Linked DNA regions of Rattus norvegicus: region 1 is linked to region 2. The links are chromatin contacts, called in public Hi-C maps. All regions are on one chromosome and are shown on one strand. Each heading gives the region's core, a stretch centred on a gene start, on an enhancer-like site or on the middle of the called end of the contact. The rest is flanking DNA. Distances are from core to core; before and after follow the strand shown.

Region 1 (6,601 bases), core at 3,794-6,293, 130 kb before region 2:
AGCGCTCTATCTGTATGTACACCTACAGGCCAGAAGAGGGCATCAGATCCCATTATAGATGGTTGCGAGCCATCAGGTAGAATTGAACTCAGAACCTCTGGAAGAGCAGCCAGTGCTCTTAACCACTGAGCCATCTCTTCAGCCCAGGATACGAGGTTTTATGTAGCCCAGGATGTCCTTGACTTCTCTATAGAGCTGAGGAGGCCTGAGGTGGTGGGCTTATAAGAATGTCAACTGCGGGGGCTGGAGAGATGGCTCAGTGGTTAAGAGCACCAACTGCTCTTCCTGAGGTCCTGAGTTCAGATCCCAGCAACCACATGGTGGCTCACAACCATCTGTAATGAGATCTGATGCCCTCTTCTGGTGTGTCTGAGGGCAGCTACAGTGTACTCATACAATAAAATAAAATCTTAAAAAATAAATTTATAAAAAAAATAAAAAGAATGTCAACTGCGATGGAGACCAGTTTGTTTGTTTGTTTTCTATCTGAACCACATCCCTAACCACAGGAGGTGGCATGTGTATAGGAAAAACAGGGACCGGGAAGGGAGGCAAACATCTTTCATTTCAGCACTTGGACAGGATGCAGAGACAAGTGGATCTCTGTGAGTTTGAGGTCAACCTGGTCTACACAGTAACCTCTAGGACAGTCATAACTACGTTGTGACACTCTATCCTTTTACACTGTAATCTTTCCAAGGACACATTATTTTAAGTATATGGTTCAATGTAAATTTGCGCTCACATGTAAATATTATCATTATGTTAGAAATACAGTGTTTTTCTCTAGTTAAAGTCAAAAGCAGGACATGTGACACAGTGTGCAAACATCTAGAAGTCAATGTGTTCTGTAAATAATATGGAGCAGTTAATGCCAGAGATGGACCTTTGTTGTCCTATCAAGTTTTATTTGTAGGACATATGAGTGTCAGGCATCCCCCAGCCCCATCTCCGGTCTGGTCCAGTTCCTTAGCCAGTCTGTCACAGCAGCAAGCCAGCACACAGGCGAGCGTGCTCCATGAGCACAATTCTAGTGAGAATTTCAAACTGCAGCTGTATATGTATGGGCCATATGTGGGGCAGGTTCTGAATGGGTGTTCCTTCTGCCTCTGTTCTAAACTTTGCCTCCCTATCCCCTCCTATAGGTATTTTTGTTCCTCTTTTAAAGAAGGAGTGAAGCATCTGCATTTTGGTCATCCTTCTTGAGTTTCATGTGTTCTGTGCATCTAGGGTAATTCGAGCACTTGGGCTAATATCCACTTATCAATGAGTGCATACCATGTGTGTTTTTCTGTGATTGGGTTATCTAACTCGGGATGATATTTTCTAGTTCCATACATTTGCCTACGAATTTCATGAAGTCATTGTTTTTGATAGCCGAGTAGTACTCCACTGTGTAGATGTACCACATTTTCTGTATCCATTCCTCTGTTGAAGGGCATCTGGGATCTTTTCAGCTTCTGGCTATTATAAATAAGGCTGCTATGAACATAGTGGAACATGTGCCCTTGTTGTATGTTGGAGCATCTTTTGGGTATATGCCCAAGAGAGGTATAGCTGGATCCTCAGGTAGTGCAATGTCCAATTTTCTGAGGAACCTCCAGACTGATTTCCAGAATGGTTGTACCATCAGACTAAGATATTAAAGGAAGAAGTCAGACCACTTCTTTGGCTACCAATCCCTCTTCACAATCTGGAGACTGGGGTGCGTGCGTGTGTGTGTGTGTGTGTGTGTGTATTAGTTTGTGAAAGGCAGTCCACTTTCTTCTCTTCCCAGATTTTCCTCTTGATCTGACACTCCTCTGCCATCTGGAACTCTATTTCATCACTGATGATTACAAGCTTGATACACTACACACAGAAGAATTTATGCTATTCAAAGGACTTCCGTATCCATGATATTTTTTCTTATGCATTTTTTCTTCTTTTTAAAGGCAGTACTGGGATTCAAACCCAGGACCTTCTTATGCCCTGTACCAGTGCTCTGTCACTGACCTCCACCCCCAGTGTCCCTGCCTTTTTGCCATCATGTTCAATTTCCTACCAGCTCTGTATTTTATAGTCACTTGCTTTTTTCACAGCAAGGAGCAGGACTGAAAGATCCTTAGGTACCGCTTAACGTAAGATCCCCACCTCATAATCGAGGAGACTGAGGTCTGGGGAGGTTTGCTAAGATTATAGATTTCCACTCCACCGTGGTGGCTCCCCTACCATCACTGCTTCCCAACCTACAAATCAACCTTGGATAGCTAAGAGCTACATTTCCTCACCTTAACTTTATTTTATCCAGTGTAGGCTTGAGAACAAACCATGTTCCTGAACCCTTTGGGCTGGGGTTGAGGGTGGAATATTTGCTGAGCTTATGTAAGGCCTTGGTGTTGATCCCTACAAACAAACAAACAAACAAACAAACAAACAAAACCAGGTTCTCTTCTCTAGGGTCACATCTTATTCTAGGATGCCTTAAACCAAAGTGTTTTCGGTGGGTTTCTTATGTAGACTCTTTCCCTCTTCGGTCAAGCTGGAGAGCCAATGGAGGGCCGCACATGCTGGGTAAGCATCCACCACTGAGCTGCCACACACCCCAGCCCACAGCCTCTCCGGTCCAAAGTACTTTCAAAAAGGTGTATTTATTCTTATGTATGTGAGTACACTGTCACTGTCTTCAGACACAGCAGAAGAGGGCATCAGATCCCATTACAGATGGTTGTGAGCCACCATGTGGTTGCTGGGATTTGAACTCAGGACCTCTGGAAGAGCAGTCAGTGCTCTTAACTGCTGAGCCATCTCTCCAGACCCCAGTGTACTTTTTAAATGAACTAAATGCATTCTTTGGTATTGTTATTTTTCCTCCCCTCTCCTCTCCTTTCCTCTCCTCCGTTCTTTCCTTTAAAAACATTGTCTCACTATTTAAAATAGCCTGGTTAGTGTGGAACTCCAATTGTAAAAAGACCTTGAACTCAGACATCCTCCTGCTTCCACCTAACTATGCATCTCAGGGTGACTTATAATAGCCTGTTTCTTTAGAGTTCAATTTATTACTTACATAAATCTGTTCTCTTCTCTTCCTCCGCTACTTCTTCCTCTGCACACAGCAGCGGGTATGTGTCAAATCCAGTTTTCCATGCCCCAAACTCCACTACTGAGCTATACCCAGCTTAAAAGATATTTATCCTATCAGTGCAAAGAAGTATGTTGTACACATTTGCACAAGTTTTTGACAGTGGTAAAGTTTGCAAATAAGTTTATAAAAACATTTATTGGAAAAGAAATTAGGTAGCATGAAAGCAGTTCTTAATTTTCATCATCATCATCATCATCACCATCACCACCACCACCATCATCACCACCACCACTACTAGCATCATCATCATCATCACCACCACCACTACTACCAGCAGCAGCAGCAGCAGCAGCAGCAGCAGCAGCAGCAGCAGCAGCAGCAGCAGCATTTGACACAGGGTCTCAAAGCAACCCAGGCTAGCCTCAAAATCAGTATGTAGCTGAGGTTAACTTGAATTGCTGACCCTCCTGTCCCCACCTCCCCAGTGGACACTGTGATTACAGGAACGCTGCACCATACCCAGCCCAGTTCTAAATATCTTTTGACATTAACTTGCACTTAAGATTTTGTAAAAATTAGTTTTTTTTTTCTTTTTCTTTTTTTCGGAGCTGGGGACCGAACCCAGGACCTTGCGCTTGCTAGGCAAGCGCTCTACCACTGAGCTAAATCCCCAACCCCAAAAATTAGTTTTTAAACAAAATGCTTTTGACTTTCTAGTGCCATCTTGTGGCCGGAATTTGCTGTTAAAACTGAAGTTTGTTTTGCAAATGCTTAATTGCTTGATAGTTTAAGTCTATGCATATTCAATGTCTCATTAGAGGGAATTAACCTTGCAAATTATAGAAAGGAAGTGCTAAATCGGCCTTGAATAATGACTTGTGGAATCATTTTGTAACGTCGATGACTGTCAGTCCACTTAAGAAAACGCATTAAAAAGGAAAGACTACTGGAGAAGTATCATCCAGCTGAACGTGTTTAAAGGCTAGACTCTATCTAGCTCAAGGTCAGTCTGTGAATTTGTCAGGAAGAATTCTATCTGGCTGTGGCTCTATGCAGGCCATACTCATTCCTACTGTGGCAAATGTCTAGTTAAAACACTTGCTAAATGCACTGGAACTCTCTCTGTAGACCAGACTTGGCGACTGGCTTTGAACTCACAGAATTCCTCCTCCTTTTGCATCTGGAGTTCTGGGATTGAAGGTGGGCATTACCATGCCCAGGAGTTGCTAATTTTAGAGGTTGAAAGCAATTTACAGTGGCTGTTTAAACTGAATTTTGGGCAACTGCTTAGCTGTTTCAGAAGTTTAACTGGCCGGGACTATGCATTATGTGAGGAGGCAGTAGACTGGTCCACAGTCCAATTTCTCAAAGCAAAGGGGCTTCCCAGCCCCTCTGTCCATGGTTGTCTCTTCAGTAGTCTCCTTTTGACTCTCACGGGGCCATAGAACACTTCTATTTACCTCTGTGAATCGTTGCCAAAGCACAGTTTACAGAGATCGTCTCGTTCCCCAAGTTTATACAGGATCTGACTTCCTACCTAGCTGGACTCCTGGGAGGAAACACAGTCGGTAGCTTATAGTCCTCCAGGCCCTCAGAGCACAGGTCGGCACACATTTGAGCTGAGCCTACAACTTCACCCAGATTTATCTCCCGACAAACAGGAGATTCTTCTGCGAAGAAATCATTCCCTCCAGGCTCACAGACTTAATCTCGAGGGATTTCCTGTATTTCTCCTTCAATCTTCCTGACTCCCATCTCCTTGGCTCCCTTTAATGCCACTTATAGAAAACCTGTGCACGGCAGTGGCAGAGGCTCAGCTGGGGCTCAGAAGCCAGTACAGGATCTGCTGTGTCTCAATATTAAGGGAACTGGGGCTGGAAAGATGGCTCAGGGGTTAAGAACATTTACCACTCTGAGGATTTGAGTTCAGTATCTAGCAACACATAGTAGCAGGTCACAACCACTCCAGTTCCAGGGGATGCGATGCCCTCTTCTGGTCTTTGAGAGTATTTGGCATCCACATACCCATCCACACGCATCTGAACATGCGTGTACACATGAATAAAAAGGAAAGTATTCTTAAAGGGAAAACATCTCATTTAGCTCATGGCAGTTGTAACCACACGGGGGGGGGGGCAAGGCTGAAATTTAAATACACTGTTGCTTCTTATTTTGTTGGACATTATGTTTCTTTTGACTCCTGGTATTTCATAGCCAGTCTCTACACTGGAAATGCCGGAGACTCGGTTCTGCTTTCTTATTTGGGACAGAGTTCCCATTTCAGCTCTAAATTAAAGAAGTGACTAGAGACCAGGCTGTAGAAACCGGGTGTAGTGTCCACATCTGGGCAGTGTGTGCTCTTCTGATAGCACTTGGGTAGTGAGGGACCAGGATGGAGACCCAGGATTCAGAGTCATAGTGCCTCTGAGGCCAGGCTGCATTACACAAGACCCCATCTCTACTCAACCCTCCCCAACAAGTTTTATCAATAAAACATTTAAAGAATGTGTGAGTGGGGCTGGAGAGATGGCTCAGTGAGAAGTGCTCGCCGGGCACACACAGCACACTGAGTTTCTCCCCCAGCATTGCAAAAACAGACTGGCACACAAGTTAGGTGTACTGAGGACCGTAGGTTCGTGCTGGGGGAAGACAGCCAGCCCGCTGTAGTGCAGTCTGATTGCGTTAGGTGGATGCTCACAGGAGTTAGAACACCTCTGGTCCTGAACTTACAAAGTAACAGTGAAGACTAAGGAAGGGAGGCCAGCTTAACAAAGCCAAGAAACTGAAACGGTGAATTAGACTTGGTATGTACACCTTTTATTACAGCATATAAAGCATATTTAGAGCCGTGGGTCCTGCCTGGGAGGTAGCAGACAGTCCTCATAGGCCATGATAGAGTGACTTCTGGCATGGTCTGTTGGACACTACCTAGGGTGTATCAGATTCTTGGAATTCCATATTTTCTTCCTCTACATTTTGCCAAAAGCCAGGACATCAAATTCCCTTCTTCTTGAAGAGTTAGATCTCCTAGGATAATTCCCAAAGCGGGTTTGGAGGGTAGTGTTTATTAGGGCTTCGTGGATCCTGGGAATTTGTAGTGTGGAATGAAGACTCTCTACTTGATCTCACTTTCAGGTGCATAGAGCTTCAGGCAGCAGGAGCAGGGGTGGTGCTGCCTCCTAGAGGAAGTCATGGAAATGAGTGACACTTCGAGTTGTCCTGTCTCTGGATTTGGGTTAGAACGTACACTTTTGGCTTTCCTGGATTTCCAGCTTGCCAATGAAAATTTCTGAGGCATAGGCTTCATGGTCCCACCATCCCATTCCTGTTTCTTCACATGTACAGCCATGTATGCATTTCCTGTTCCTGGATGGCTACAGCAGTGTTTATACCTGGTCTTTCTTCTCCTTTTCTGTCAGTGCTGTATGAAGTAACAACAGGTAGTCCCTCCCTCCCTCCCTCCCCCTCTCCCTCCCCCTCCCTCTCCCTCCTCCTCTCCCTCCCTCCCTCCCTCCCCCTCTCCCTCCCTCTCCTCCC
Region 2 (5,864 bases), core at 109-2,608:
CGCTTGTCTCAAACCACTCCCTACCTCCACAAAAAAAAAAAAAAAAAAAAAAAAAAAAAAAAAAAAAAAAAAAAAAAAATCGAATCTGAAGGCTAGTTCCCGTGGAAACAAAGACGTTACTTTTATTCTAAGTGGTGAAATAGTGCCCCCTAGTGGATTTCCTCCAGATAGCAGTGATAATAAAAATCGGGTGGCATAAAATGAAAGGGAATGCAGGCTGCTCTTGGGTGAACTGTCACAGGAGGGGACGGTTCTGTTTGCTGCTGATTTCTAGGAACTCATTAGTTTATGAATGAATTAACCATTAAACTGATTACTAATTTCTTCTTTCTGGAGAATATTCTATAGTTCACATATGAGAAAATGTTCTCAAATCTAGGCATTTTAGAGTTTTGCACCTAGCTCCTGTTGTAAAGTGAGTGAGCTCAGACTTCTTGGGAATAAAAGTATTAAAAATCCCATTCTGATGGTTGGTGGAATCAGTTTCATGGCCATTTTGCTAACTCTACTTTTCTGAATTGAGAAGTTGGACCTACAGGGTGAGGCCCATCTGTAGTCCCAGCCTTGGGAACACGAGCTCCTGCTTCAAAGAAAGAAAGGAAAGAAAAACAAAAAAAAATTCATAAGAGACCACAGATTTTTTTAATCACCAGGGAAGAATCCATTTAACAAAATTAAAGTTCTAATTTTAAATAATTCATTAAAACTCTAAAGGTACAAAAAGATCCTCTCTGAGAATTCTCCCTGCCTGTTTTGTTCCCCTCCAGGTTACCCATGCACTGATGTTGTATCCCCATTTGCCCCTCTGGGAACTTCTTAGGTGTTTTCTTTTCTTTGAATAGAAGGAATTCTACACGTTTTACCTATCATTTTATGAATAGATTCTGATGGAAAACGTAGTTATTTTAAATATCATAATATACTTTTAGTTCATAGCAGAAATGGCAACACTTTCCCATGGTGGGTGGATCTCTTTGGCATGTTGAAATGGTAGTTTTTATTGGAGCTCTGTCAGTTCTAATGGACTGATTGATTTACTTGTGTATTTTGTGGCACAGGACTTTGCCTTTGTCTGTGGCCCAGGCCCGTCTCTATAATTACTCTGCCTCAGCCTTTCCCCTGCTTGGATTATGGCCACATGATGTACTTGGCTGTCAACTTCTTCTCTCTTTAAAAAAGTGACTTAAACTTTTGTTTTTATATTTATGCAGTGTGTATGTGTGTGTTTTATATGTTTTCAGTGTATATGTGTGTTCACATGTGTGTGCACACGTGATTAGTGTGTGTGTTTATGCTGCTGTGCACTTGTGGGGGTCAGAGGACTACGTGTGGAAGTTGGTTCTCGTCTTCCACTATGTGGTTTCTGGCGATTGACCTCAGGTCATCAAGTTTGGCAGGCAGCAAAACCCTTACCCACTGAGCCATCCTGCTGGCCTGTGGCTGTCAACTTCCAATTAAACAATGCATTTATGTTTGCACGGTAAGTTATTACCGCACGTTCCCATTTTGTGGTCTGTTGGTTTTATGAGGCTGTAACCTTCCTGGTCTTGTTTCCAGTGCCTTAGTAACTGCCACCGCCATAGCAGCAAACACAGGACACAGTTACAGGCATCTGACATGTGCAACAAATGTTTATTGGAGAACAGAACAGTCTTCGGCACAGGAGATATTTTGCGTGTTCTTTTACATTAAAAAAAGACCCAAATGTTTATCTGCCCATTACTGAGATCATTTTTGATTAATTTCTTTATTTTCCTTTTGGGAAAATGATAAATTGGAGCAATATAGTTAGTAACTCATAGGTTATTTAACAAGACTCTTATGAAGCAGAAACAGTGGTGGGGATGAGAGAGAACAGCCAATTGCCTAGAACGCTGGTGGCACAAAGTCTACCGAGGAGTTGGTGACCTTTCAAGGTTGATTCTACCAGAACATATACTAGGGAGATAAAATTATTTTCCAAATATTTCTAGCATAGACTCCTTTTAGCATTGTTTATAATGCAATTTGATTAGGTTTCCGAGGCTTTCCAGATGCCCGAAGCTCCACTCGGTAAGTCAGGTCTCCACATGGACTGAGAGGTGGAACAACATTTGACATAAGGACTTCTAGACCACAACTAAGAAACCTACTCAGGATTTACCTTTCAACGAGAAGAACCCCAAAGAGAAAGCTCCTATTGCAGTCTTTGAACACATTCTCTTCATGGACAAACAATATTTTTGTGGTCAGACATCATAAAGTGTATTGCTTTGTCTTCGAGACGCAATTCAGTCTTGGGGCTTAGTCAAGCAGGGACTGGCTCACCCGGGTATGATTTACTCACGTGTGGAGCAGTTGCTGCTGTATTTCCATTAAGACTCTAAGATCCAGGGGAGGAAGAAATAGAGAACCCCTCGTGTCGGCAGTACGATTTTGGCAATATTTTAAAGGTTGGGAAAGCACTCTGCGACTGGTAGAAGAGTTTGGCTACTTCGGCATAAAGGTTGTTAAATGTGTCTTTAAGATGTTTAAGTTTTTCACTGGTGGTCGCACGTGCCTTTAAATCTCAGCACTTAGGAGGCAGAGGCATGCAGCTCTCTGTAAATGTAAGGCCAGCCTGGTCTATAGGTTAAGTTCCAGGACAACCAGGGCTACACAGGAAAAACCTTGTCTCAAAACAAAACAAAGCGGTGTCTAAGTGTTTCATTCATACTATTCTAAAGTCACGTGATAGGAAATAGGATGCGACCGACAGCCTCAATAGACACCGAGGGGAGAAATTTCACAGAGCCCCATTACTGGGCAAAGATATAGACCAGTAAGGGCTGACGAGAGTGGGACAGTCAGTCTTCTTCAGGGCTGGGCCCCCTAAGTGGTTATCCAGTGTCAAGTGCTGAGCTCTGAAACCACATACACACAAGCAGCACTACACAAACATCAGGTTGTGTGTGTGCATGTGTGTGTGTGCATGTGTGTATGTTCATGTGTGTGCATGTGTATGTGTGTGTATGCATACACATATGTATGTAACAGTAACAACTAAAAAGTGGCTCTGAATTTGAGAGGGAGTGAAGGGAACACGGGAGAGGTTGGAGGAAGAAAAGGAAAGGGAGAAATGATGTAATGGAGCTTTAATTAAAAATAAATTAATTAGGGGCTGGAGAGATGGCTCAACTGCTAAGAGCAATGACTGCGATTCCAGGCATCCTAAGTTCAAGTCCCAGCAACCACATGGTGGCTCACAACCATGTGTAATGGGATCTGATGCCCTCTTCTGGTGGGTCTGAAGGCAGCTATAGTGTACTCGCATAAATACATGAATAAATAAATAAATAAATAAATAAGTCTTTAAAAATAAATTAATTAAAAAATTATATGGCTGAAGAAGATTTTGTAAAATGGAGAAATGTTTGTATTTTATGAACCCAACTAATTGAAAAGAAAGAGCAGATAATTAAATTACGTAGGAAAAGTTGGAAAGTTAGACATGTTTTTTGTTTGACACGGGGTTTCTGCGTATAGCCCTGGCTGTCCTGGAAGTAGGTTGGTAGACCAGGCTGGCCTGGAACTCACTGATATACATACACCAGCCTCTGCTATTAAAGTGTTGGGATTAAAGGTATATACCACCACCACCTGGCTTAGACATACATTATTTTTTTAGGCTTCTCTAAGTATCAACTCTTACATTTAAAAAAAATGAGAGGAAGGACTATGTTTTCCTTTTAAACTTTTAAAAAGATTTATTTATTTGTTTGTTTATTTATTTATTTTGAGTGCTCTATCTTCATGTACACCTACGGGCCAAAAGAGGGCATCAGATCCCATTATAGATGGTTGTGAGACACCATGTGGCTGCTGGGAATTGGACTCAGGACCTCTGGGAGTGCAGCCAGTGCTATTAACCACTGAGCCACCTCTCCAGTCTCCAGAACCTACTTTTTAGGCATATTTTTAAAAAAGTAAATAAAGTCAGATGCAGTGACCGATGCCTTTAATCACAGCACTTGGGAGGCAAAGGCAGTTGTATCTATGAGTTCGAGTCTAGCCTGGTCTACATAGTGAGTTCCAGGATAGCCAGAGCTACATTGTGGGATCCTGTCTCAACATCCCCAAAGTAAACAAAACATTTAGGCATGGTGGTTTAAACAGGTAACCCCAGCACTTGAGAAGTGGAAGCAGGAGGATTCTAAGTTTGAGGCCCATCTGGTCTACACAGCAAGATTGTCTCTAAGAACAACAAACAATAATATTAATAAAATGTTTAGAAGAGTGGCTGGCACAAATGGCCACTTGTTTGGGGGGGGAGGTTGTTTATGGTTTTTGGTTTTGTTTTGTTTTTGTTGTTTTGAGACAGGGTCTCTCTTTGTGTAACAGTCCTGACTGTCCTGGAACTTCCTTATGTAGAATAGACTGGTTTCCAACTCAGAGATCTGCCTGCCTGGACTTCAGTGCTGGGATTAAAGCTGTGGGCCACCACTCATGGCTAATAGCTCTTCAATGACTAGCATAATATTTCAAAGATAATTTGTTTCTTTTGAGGCCAAGTTTTGTGTAGCCCAGGTCCAACCTAGGCTACTTAGTGGCCAAAGATGACTTTAAACCCCTGATCTTTTGCTTCTCACCCCCACTGTGCGGCCGTCACAGGCGCACTGCTATGTCTGGTTTTATCCACTCCTGGATTCCATTTCTGTGGAATCCTGGCTGCTCATAGGCAAACCCAGGGTTGTAGGTATTCTAAGGTGCTCTCAGCATTAAATTCTTCTAGATGTCTTCTGTATCTTGGGGCTTGGGTGTGTTGCGTAGACGAGTGACAATTGTGATTAATGAAATTCCACAAAACGGAGTGAAAACGGAGTCCATGCTTTTCCCTTCTTTCTCCTATACCCCGTTTTATTATAAACATGTAGACGATGGGGTATGGGTGGTGGGGAGGAGATGGCCGAGGGAATATAATTTAATTTCTCTTCTGGCACTCTCGGGCAATGGGCTTTAATTAGGAGCTCAGATTGGTATTTAGTTACAAGGCTTATGGATCAAAGCTAATTTGTATGTCAGATGTAATTTAGATGACTTCAGACTGTGCACGGGAAACAAGGATAGAGTCTAGTGGCCTTGATTAGAGACGCCTGTGGTTATTTTCTGGTCCATTGCACCATAATACTTATATCTAACGGGAGCCAAGGATCACATATGTAAGGGTTATCTCTACAGAAATCAGTTGTCTCTTCTGGCCAGATAAGTCTTCCCACCAGTTGTTCTGGAAAGGCCTAGGACTCATCTCTCTATTTTCCTAATTAATGGGAGATGATATATTGAATTAGCCGGTTTCTCCATTCTCGTGTGTCTTTATTCACCATGATCTCACCCACAGACTACTGCCCAATTATTTTATTTGCAGTTAATAGACCAAGGAAATGATTTTTGGGAGCTGATAGGTCTGTCAGACAATATTTTTCTTTAGCTTGGGTTAATTCAACTCTCTATTCATCAGGAATTTTTTAAAAAGTCCATCAGCTGGGTCTGGTGATACATATCTTTAACCCCAGAGGTTGAGGAAGGAGGATCAAGGGTTCGAGATCATTTTGGGGTTTATGTCATATTTGAGGTCAGTTAGGGCTACCCATGACCTCGTCTCATAAATATCATTTCTCCGTGATAAGGTAAGGATAATAGGAAGTGGTTATTGATAAGGAGTGTGTTTAGAGAATGTTTGGTAAAAGGCACCCACAGTCAGGAGTCTCTGAACTACAAGCCTGAATGGATAAGTCCCCAAGGAGGGTAGTTACTTTTTACACAACAGCTCCAAGGTTAGAGATTTAGCATAGAAAAAAGAGAGAGAGAGAGATTTAAAAGCTTCGCTAGTCTGTGGACAGCTGAGA

What was found. Hi-C and Micro-C count contacts between places; a contact is called where the count stands out from the background.
Region 1: a Hi-C map of liver shows a contact between it and region 2, with 4 times the contacts expected there. The contact joins two enhancer-like sites. A contact is called at or near these places in 9 of 12 Hi-C or Micro-C datasets (the A7r5 cell line, the Rat2 cell line, Schwann cells and 4 more) and 1 of 1 datasets of contacts at active chromatin or transcription factors (oligodendrocytes).

What each region holds. Positions count from the first base shown.
Region 1 is chr2:218,578,248-218,584,848 of GRCr8, reverse strand. All of the region lies in intron 1 of Ank2 (ankyrin 2), which reads left to right. Among named protein-coding and RNA genes, the nearest start is that of Ank2, 47 kb to the left of the region's middle. Within about 2 kb of position 5,043, at least 3 of the 93 cell types and tissues checked have an H3K27ac peak or open chromatin away from gene starts, as enhancers often do. A contact at or near this core is called in liver, where this site is marked.
Region 2 is chr2:218,444,860-218,450,723 of GRCr8, reverse strand. The region is part of intron 1 of Ank2 (ankyrin 2); the gene reads left to right. Among named protein-coding and RNA genes, the nearest start is that of Trnav-aac18, 65 kb to the left of the region's middle. Within about 2 kb of position 1,358, at least 2 of the 93 cell types and tissues checked have an H3K27ac peak or open chromatin away from gene starts, as enhancers often do. A contact at or near this core is called in liver, where this site is marked.